2 separate regions of the Mus musculus genome follow, and region 2 is linked to region 1. The links are chromatin contacts, called in public Hi-C maps. All regions are on one chromosome and are shown on one strand. The core of a region is the stretch at or near the end of the contact, and the rest is flanking DNA. Distances in the headings are between cores, read along the strand shown. Region 1 has its middle 36 kb from the start of Gm33650. Region 2 overlaps Mbnl1 (muscleblind like splicing factor 1).

What was found. Hi-C and Micro-C count contacts between places; a contact is called where the count stands out from the background.
Region 2: a contact with region 1 is called in a Hi-C map of muscle stem cells, with 2.1 times the contacts expected there. The contact joins two enhancer-like sites. A contact is called at or near these places in 1 of 15 datasets of contacts at CTCF or cohesin (CD8 T cells), 7 of 484 Hi-C or Micro-C datasets (CD4 single positive thymocytes, the HL-1 cell line, double positive thymocytes and 4 more), 1 of 115 datasets of contacts at active chromatin or transcription factors (cardiomyocytes) and 1 of 9 other capture datasets (embryonic stem cells).

What each region holds. Positions count from the first base shown.
Region 1 is chr3:60,343,441-60,348,226 of GRCm38.p6, reverse strand. No RefSeq gene overlaps it. Among named protein-coding and RNA genes, the nearest start is that of Gm33650, 36 kb to the right of the region's middle. Within about 2 kb of position 1,621, at least 56 of the 459 cell types and tissues checked have an H3K27ac peak or open chromatin away from gene starts, as enhancers often do. A contact at or near this core is called in muscle stem cells, where this site is marked.
Region 2 is chr3:60,601,976-60,606,968 of GRCm38.p6, reverse strand. It overlaps Mbnl1 (muscleblind like splicing factor 1), which reads right to left. Exons shown (of 10, transcript NM_020007.4): 4 at 3,075-3,275. Among named protein-coding and RNA genes, the nearest start is that of Mbnl1, 100 kb to the right of the region's middle. Within about 2 kb of position 3,693, at least 84 of the 459 cell types and tissues checked have an H3K27ac peak or open chromatin away from gene starts, as enhancers often do. A contact at or near this core is called in muscle stem cells, where this site is marked.

The DNA of each region.
Region 1 (4,786 bases), core at 372-2,871:
TTTGTCCAGCTTAATATGATGGTTTTTTTTCCTTGTATTATTATGTCTTGTGTTGTCAAGTTTCATTTTGTCTTTTGGAAGCCTACTCTCTTCAGAAGGGAGACAGAGGGGGAGAGAGTCTTGGAGAGAAGAGAGAAGAGGGAGGGAGCTAAGAGAGTGGGAATATATCAACTGTGGTCAATATATATTGAATGAGAAAAATAAACCTACTTGAAAGAAAAAGAGAAAAGGATGAGTAAGAGACTCATCCTCCACTTGATATACAAGTTCTTTTAAAAAAAATTTGAAGACAATTTTTTGGGTACAGTATAGCTTTTAAAAGGTACTTTAGAGAACTGTTACTCTTTTTATAAAATAATTATATTTATTGTTGTGCAAGTGCAAAGTTTCTAAGACCCTGACCTTTGCTTAATTCTGGAACGAGGGTCACAGAGTCGCCTGCACCCCACCCCCCACTCCATGACTCCACTGCAACTGCTGCACTTTCCCACTTCTCTGTGCACATGTTCCTGTTCACCTTATATAAACTGCTCTCCTGGCTTAATGTCTCTGACACTCAGGGGTAGCCATTTTGTGTCTTGGATAAATAAATTTCTCTAGGGAGACCTTGCTTTGTGTTTGACTCTCTTGTAACTTTGTCTTATTTAGGGTCTCCATGGCAGTGAAAAGACACCACAACCCTGGCAATTCTTATAAAAGAAAATATTTAATGATGGCTGGATTACAGTTTTATAGGTTTATTCCATTATCATGGGGCCAGGAAGCATGTCAGCATGCAGGCAGACATGGGGCTAGAGGAGCTGAGAGTTCTACATCTTGATCCACAGGCAGCAGAAGGGGACTGTCCCACTGGGCGTGGCTTGAGCATATAGAAAACCTCATAGGCTGTCTCCACAATGACACATTTCCTTCAACAAGGCCATGCCTACTTCCACAGACCCACACTTCCTAATAATGTTACTCTCTATGGGCCTCTGGGGGCCAATAGGATTCAAACTACCACATTCTTACTCTCCTGAAATGCTTGGGTACCCAATCATTTGTTATTTGCATATATGTGTGAACATGCATATACCACACCCTCATGTAGAGGTTAGAGGATAACTTGGTGGAGTTAGTTCTCTTTTTTCACTATGTGGACACTAGGAATATACCTCAGTTCATCTGGCTTGAGGGCAAGTCTATCTGTTGAGTCACCTTTCATGCTCCGGAATACTATGGTTTAAATTAAATACAACATTAATTAAATTTGCTGAGTTTATTCTGTTCCCTTCTAGTGATTTGTAAACTTTGAGCTTACATTTACCTCTATGTTGGATAGTAGATCCCTCCAGATTGAAACATTCCATCTGCCACGGAAACACCTTAAGCCAGAAGAAGTAAACAACTCAAAATAGCTTCAGGAAGTCTCCCAAACTCATCAGATTCTCTATTTCTCTGGGTCCCCAAGATTATATAAACAACAACAAAACAAAAGACCACTGACAGTCACTATTAGACAAACCAAGTATCAAAAAAGATTCTGAGATCAGAGCAGCTGCCTGGAAGAAGCAGAGACATTAGGAGCTTCCTGGAAGAGGTTTAGACCAAATGAGTCACCTGGAAAGAATGCAGTCCAGCATGTTGAAGTGCTTTCAGGCTTTGCAGTGTGTTCCAGGTCCACAGATTTTGTGAACTGGCACTCATGCTAGAATGGGCTTTGTTGATACAGTTGTCTTTGAGTTCTTTCTGATCCTGTAAGTAACTACTCTACCATATTCTTGTAAGCAACCCAAATAAAACAAATTGGTTGACCAAGTTGGACTTTGGTAGTATCCTTACTTTTGTTTGTCTAGGACTCCCTATCTGGAATAATTAGATGTGTATGTGGGGTGTGTGTGTGTGTGTGTGTGTGTGTGTTGCACCTCCCTAGAAAAAGTCTTATCATACAACACTCTGCTTAATTTATGTTACATTCATTAAAATTACATTATGTAAATATGTACAAACATATATACTTACACACATATATGCACATATGTGTGACTGTGCATATATATGTAGATGATAAAGATTTGAGCCCTTTTCCCACATGGCACCTTATTTAAACATTAACTGACCATCAACATATGCTTTCTGTTTGGAAGTTTTATAGTTGTACAGCATTCTTTTACAACAATAAGACTAGTGTTATTTTAAATACATTTGCTTATTTAATTATTACCTCTTTATGTGATGAGCCTTTGGTGGCTACTGCCATTGATCTCTGCGTGAAAACTCTTTTCACCTGACTAGAGCTCCTATGTTCATGTTAGATATTGTCTGCTGTTCCCCTGGAAGTATACCCCACTCCCCCCTCTTACAATGAAGCAGTGCAAGGCAAAGCAAAGCTGTGCAAAGGACTCTCCCTAATACACCTTTGCAAATGTGAGCTTTATCCTTATGTCTTTGGGATTCAATTATCTCAAAGGAAAAAAAAAAGGTGGATGAAGAAGAGGAGGTAGAAAATAAAGAGGAATAATGGCATAGAATAAAATTAACAATATTTCGGTTTTATCTGAAATAGTATTTGAAACATGGTTGTGCTGTTTGTATATTAGAAAATTATCCTTAGGGCATGGGAGGCCTTAGAGTCATAATTATTATAGATAAGCAGGGCATTAATGCTTTATAGCAATGATGGTTAATGCTAATAATATTAACTGGACAAAACTTAGAATCAATTGAGAGCATCCTGAGGATGCCTGTAAGGGATTCTCTTCAGTACATTAATTAACTCCCACAGGGGATCTTGACCTGTACATAAGTGGAGAAGGTTCATGGACTACTTGAAAGTGGAGAATGCTAGTTGAACACTACCATGAATGCATTCCTTAATCTTTGCTTCTCACTAGAGTCATAATGTGATAAGCTCCCTCAAACACATTCCACTGTGACCTTTCTTGGATGAGGGACTGAACTTGGAAATGTGAGCTAAGTAAGCTCTTTCTTTTCCTTTCTTTCTTTCTTTCTTTCTTTCTTTCTTTCTTTCTTTCTTTTTTTTTTCATTATACTTTCTTTTTCCCCCAACTAAATCACTTAGGAGTCCTTAGAGAAATGATCAAAAACTACAACTCTAGACAAACAAGGCTGAAAAAAGCATTTTTCACACTGCATAATGAAACCAACCCTACAGGAAACATAATAATAATAACGTTCATGGTTGGGTCTAGTTTTAGAGATATAAAAATCCTTCATACAAATTTTATAACCTAAAGGAAAGAAGGAGTAAAAAGCCAAAGACAGAATCCCAAACGCCTTCAGGGGTGTAGTGATGATCCAGAAATATCCCAGAACCCTTCAATAAACCAAAGGAAAAACCTTGAAGATGACCTTCATGGTCATGGAATGTCATGCAACAGTCCTAAGGTTGATTGTATCTGCAAGCTGTCATCAGTTTCCTCAGTTTGTGGGTGTCCTGTTAGGCCTGAGGCAGAGGGTTGCTTTGTGATCTGCTCATGTAAACAAACAGCATAATTGGAGGACTAGTGGTTTCATTAGTTGGAATATTTTATCGCAGCAAAGGAAAAAAAAAAAAACAAAAAACAAGACAGAAGTGAGGCCATTGCTATCATATTCTGATTTGAAGCCCTTGGGGTTGGGTTTTATTCATTCATTTATTTTTACTTTTTAAAGAATGTGAAGAATTTTAAAGCTTTGGGCTGGAAAAGCCGTTGCATGAGAGATACTGAACTTAATGGGGCTCTTCTAATGGGAACTTGGAAGAGAGTATTGCTGAGAGAAATGTAGACTGTGGAGATGAGCTCCTGCAACTTTGGGGAACAAGGATTCTATCTGGACCTGGGCTTGGATCATTATGTGGTGTTTTTATGAAGAACCTGGCTTCATTCTGTAATATTCCACCATGTCCTGGATAACTTGAGTGAAGTTACACATAAAGATAATGGACTAATCTGTTTGTTGATGAAAGGTATATCAATAGGGTTAAAGTTATGTACAAACCATGCAGACAACAAAGCAACTGTAACTGTTAAACTAGATTAACACCATTAAAGAACAACCCAGTGCTTTGCATTAGGGCAACAGGAAAGCAAGTTATTTCTTTATGTCACATGAAAGTTGACATAATTGATCCAAGTGTGCTAAGCCATAACTTGAACTGGCAGCAGAATTTGACAGCATTGTACACATGCCCTTGGTTTCTAAAACCTCAAAGATGAAGAATTGAGGTGGTCATGGAGAACAGGTGATGCCAGGCATGTGTGGCAAGGCTGCAAGTCCTGTGGAGAGGCTCTAAGAGATGATGGAGCAAAGCTCTGAAGTCTAAACTGCAGTGGAGAGACCACTGGACTATTGGAGCTGACAGGCTCACAGACAGTCAATAAAGGTAGTTTACAGGTTTGCAGTGGAGTCGGCCCCAGAGTCCACACTGCTGAAAGCAGGAAAACAGAAGGGCAGAGCCTGGAGATTACTTTATGAACTCTGGGTAATGGAAATGAAATGAAAGATTATTTTTCATTCCCTGCTGGGTCTTGGGTTTGCTCTAGTTTGATAATTCCTTTGGATTCCAAGATTTCCCCTTTTGGAAATAAGGACATTTACTCTGTCATGAAATACTGGAAGTACAGGATTTGTTTTAGAGGTTATAGGAGCTCACAGGTGAGGGACTTTGGATTTTTAAAGTGTTGACTGTTAATGAACATGTAGAATTTTAAAGTTGAATTGTGTTTTATATTATGAGAAAAACATGAGATCATTATTAACAAGGGGTGGAGGGTTAGGGCTTAAAATTCATGTCTTTAGGTAT
Region 2 (4,993 bases), core at 2,444-4,943, 260 kb before region 1:
ACCAGTGACCTAAAAGTCTATATGGATGAGGTCCCACACTTAAACTACTACCCCAAGTGATGCTAGTCTCCACCAAGTCTAGACTACCCTGCACCATGTCCACAAGTACAATCAAGATAACATGTTTTGAGGCTGGAATGACTAAGACCTAAACATGTCCCCAAAAGGAATGTTAACAGATGTTTAAACTATTCCTCTGGAGTGTCATGACTTATGTCATAATTCTACCCTAAAAATATCTGTGCAAGAATGTATCTTTCTGTGACTCGTTAATTTATTAGCAGGTTGACAACTTGACATTTAAAATTAAAGGGTAGCAGTTATGAGTTTAGATTTACTCTTATGAGGTCCCTTTTTGGCCCTTGGTAATAGAGAAGTAAAAGGCTTCATGGATATTCACAATAACGTTAACTTGAAGGACATGCAGTATAGCTCCCTACTAGAGATTGTAGAATAAATGGGTCCATACATTTATTTTGCACCATGAAAAATGACTGTGATTCTTTACATGTCGATTTTTATTACTACCAATGTTTTGTCATGAAACACAGGCATGACCTAAAGGTTAGCAATTTCTAATATTTGTACACAGTGTAATAATTTCTTAAGATACTCCTTTGGGCATTAAATTAATACATGGACATTACAGAAAGGATCCAGAGATCACAAAACGGAATTCTAGGAGCGTCTCTTTAGTGACTAACAGACTTGCCTCACTTTCAGAGAAAACCAGTCTGAGCTATACGGTACAGAACATACAATCTTCATAATAATATCCAACAATGAGTGGATAAGCATACTGATACAGCAGCTGTGAATATATGATGTGCACTATATATGCACATACATTTTAAAAATAAGTATTTCAATACTTATTTAGGCTGCTGTTAGAAGTCAATGCATGATTTACATGCTCTATGACATTACATATAAATCAGGCAAATACTCAAATTTTACAAATAAGCGACATGAAGCTGGTCTGACAAACCAAGCATATGTAGTTAACTACCTTACAAGCAGTGTCTACTGGGTTCCTACTTTGCAACTTCAGACCTTTGTATCCCTTTTGGTACTGCCATTGCTAGGTCTTCTAAGGGATTATAAACAAATCTGAAATCACTTTATTGTGTGACAAATTGTAGAAATGGAGAAAAAGATATAACAAGAAGAACAAAGTCAAGATCCTAGCTGAATTAGACCAATTTTACCTCAGAGGAAAATCAAAATTCAGTTGAAGATGGAATGTGGCTTTAATCTCTAAATAACCATAGTATCAACCTTGAGAAAAGAACTGTAGGCATTCCTTTCATGGATTTCGCCCTCCAGTGCTCCAAGGAGCACCAAGGTTGTATGTGTGCATGCATGCCTGTGTGTGTGTTTATGTGTGAGTGTGTGTGCTTATGTGTGCGTGCATGTGTGTGTGTGTGTGCGTGCGTGCGTGCGTGCGTGCGTGCGTGCGTGCGTGTGTTTAAGTTCTGGAATCACACTGCAGAGCAGAAAGAGGCACATGCATGTTTCCTATTTCAGGCCCCAACTATGACTGTGACAATGACTTAGATCTTGGGAACAGAACCAAGGGCATGCTCACTTCTATCAGGAATGCACATAACACAGGAGAGATTGTCCTAGGAAGTAGCAAAGGCAAATGACAAAACTCACAAGCAGCTCTTCATGGAAAGAAAAACAAAATGACAAAATACAAGTATAAAAAAACTACGCAAACTTTCAAGGGAATGAGCAGTTTTGAGCAAGTAGCTCAGCTTGAAGCATATCCTCTTAATGCTTTGAATATTGTTACCTATTAATAATTACTATGTTGGCATTCTTCTTCTCAGACTATTTGAGTCCCATTAATCAACTAACAGTCATGCATTAAGAATCCTGTGTTTTCTTTAGGAAGATTGGGGAAGAAAACTGTTTCAGATGCTGCCCTATTTCATTTGCGGACAGCATTTGTTAGAGAATTACTATACTTGGGAAATGAGAAGCCAAATGGCAGAGTGTATCTCTACAGCAAGGATAGGCTACCTCCCATCTCTTGCTCTGCTCTGACTCCTCTGCAACACAACGGTAGTGACAGCATCTTTCCCATCAGGTTGTTCTAAAGGTAGGCTATGTGATGGCTGTATCTGGCACATCCTCACAAAATGCTACAATATGATATCCTTTCTAATACGTTCAATAGAGTATAATGAATAAATAAGGCATTTTATTATATTTCTAACAGACTGGAAAGTTATTAGAGTCAAGGCCCTCCAAGTGCACCCTACTTTACTTTCCCTGTAATTAGTACACCCAGGCCATCTCAGCCCCAAGTCCGTCCTAAGCAGACAGACAGGAGAGGCAACTCAGTTTTTACTTACTAGGCCATTTTTCTACAGAAACTGTTTATCAAGGCTGTTAATTCATGCCATGCTAAAATTCTGAATAGTAATGTCATACTAGAACTTTATCTCTAATTTCCTTTTCAGTCACAACAGTAAAGTGTGTGCGTCTGCTTATCCTCCGCCCCAAGACAATGACAATCATGTGACAGCCTACTAAAAACGCTTTTATCAGGGTGCGTTTCATAAAACCACCCGCCTGCCTCAATGGAAGTACTTCAGAGGTTATGACAACATCTGCAGAGAGTTTTGTAATAGTTCGTGCACAGCAGCCAATGTGTTCCTGTTTATGAGATCCTCTGGACTTCAGTCATTTATTTGTTCACTCCAATAATCATTATATTGTGTTGATGACTACAAGAAACATTCAAGAAGCAACTGTTCTGGGCCAAACATTTTTTCTAACTCTTTGAGGTTTGAGCATTAGCATCATGTGCAAGATTTTAAGGATACTAAGACAAAGTGGAGAAACAGACACGCTGATCCCAGTTCCAAGCCCTCCCTGAGGAACCTAGACATAGATGCTGACTGATTTTGTAATTGTTGCATTAACCAAAACAGCATAACCATATTCTAGCAAACTTGCACAAACACTGAACCAAGACATGTTCATTCAGTTTAAAGTCACTCTGGCTACAAACACTTGAAGAACTGTAATGGAAACTATGAAGGTTCAACTCTTTATCCTACCTCCAGTCTGTCTGTCCGCATTAACTTCTGTGCAGCAGCTGCGGCAGCTGCTGGCACTGGAACTCCAGGATTCCCCGTGACCAACATTGGTGCAGTCGGCAAGATCTCTGCTGGAACCAGGCTTGGGGAAACAGGCCCCAGGTAAGGGTTAAAGGCTGCTGATGCACTGGTGGCTAAGCTTGGTGCAACTGAAAACATTGGCTGCAAATTGAAACAAAAAGCAAAACTTAATGGCAAGTCTCCATTCCAAATTGATACTCTACTTACAGAGTTATCATTTATTCTTCATCTATCATTCATTCTTTCTTCCTTAACTTCTATTTAATTCTGTCTTTAATTTAGTCTAAGAAGATTTCAGTATACTGATATTTGCTAAGTCATTGTTTTTCTCCAAATCTAGCAGGCAGAATATGCATTCATATCTCCAGAGGGGGTTCGAAGATTGGCATCTAGAATACTTGTGGTTTAACGTCTTAAATATCTTAGTACAGACACTTGTTTGTGCTCACCCAGTCTCCACCTTTGTGACTCAATCCTAGAAATGTGTCTGAGAAACACACTGTGTAACTGCTGTCAGATATAGTGGAAAGGTCTGTTCTCAAGTGTTAACAGGATATAAGTGCCTATCATCTGAGCAGACACAGATGTCCCAGGGGATCACAGAGCCCCACAGCCAGCACATTGACCAAATCTGTGGGCTGTGAGAGGTGATGATTACACTGTCTTTTGAGCACAGAAGAGATAGCATTTGGCCTGGTCACTTGATGTCGGTTTCTCAGAAGAAAGGTTCAGTGTTCTACAAGCCCATCCCATACTTGTGGGGCACTCAGCAATGGAAATTAACCTTCTCCAGAAAATGTCTGGAATGTGAAGCCTGACAGAACATTTCCCAGGAAATGCCACAGAATTATTAAAAAACATGGGATGGGCTGTCAGCGGGCAGGACACACTGGGGTGATGCTACTGCATTCAATGGAGAGAAGCCAGGGATCTACTATGTGTAAATGGCATTCTTTAATATGAGAGCATAAGGTCCCAAAGGACTATACCATGGTTGAGCATCCATCCTACATGACAGCTCTGCATTGTGTACACATCTGTACTAAGAACAATATGAACGATAGACTATTTAATGTATACATTGATTCACTGGGAAAAATTTATAACATAGCATAGCTCACACTGATACATTCACCCTAACATAGCTAGTCCTCCAAGCATGTGCTTTGAACACCATGTTTAATTACTCTGACAGGTCTGTGGCCCTTGACTAATGAAGTAGCCTAGAATAAGTCTTTCCATTTCAAACCTCAAGCCTATTCCAATGCGAAGCAGCTGCCCTCAGGAAATACAAAAATTCCATGTGTATTATGAAGAAGGATCCATGTGTAAAACTGGGTCCAGTGGCATTTGTCTCTCCACAAAACCCTGAACAGCAGCTAACTTCAGGCTTTCCCTTTGTGTGCTAGAGGCCAGGGCAGCACCATGACAGGGTCAGTCCTGCATGGTGATCATGCATTAAACTTCTGTCCAAGAACATTCTAGGCAAATGTGTGTTCTGTTGCACACAGTCAGATACAGGGTATGGAATCTCAGACCACATAGAAGAATTGTTATAAATTTAGCAGAGTCCTAAAAGATTGAAAGCTAATTAATATCCTTTCTCTTTGCATTCATAGCTGTAAATTAAAATGAGTTCCAAGAAAGCCCACTTGATACTTACTATAGCAAGCTACTGAAATGTTTATGTCACTGTATACTATAGGAATTACTTAAGGCAAATGCCTTCATAAAGACATTCAGGATGAAGAAATTTTTCCCTGACTTGACACAATAATGACAGCACACCAATAAAATCAGCCTCGTTAAATCTCACCAAGTTAAATACAGTGAAAACCTACATATGGATAGAATGTAGC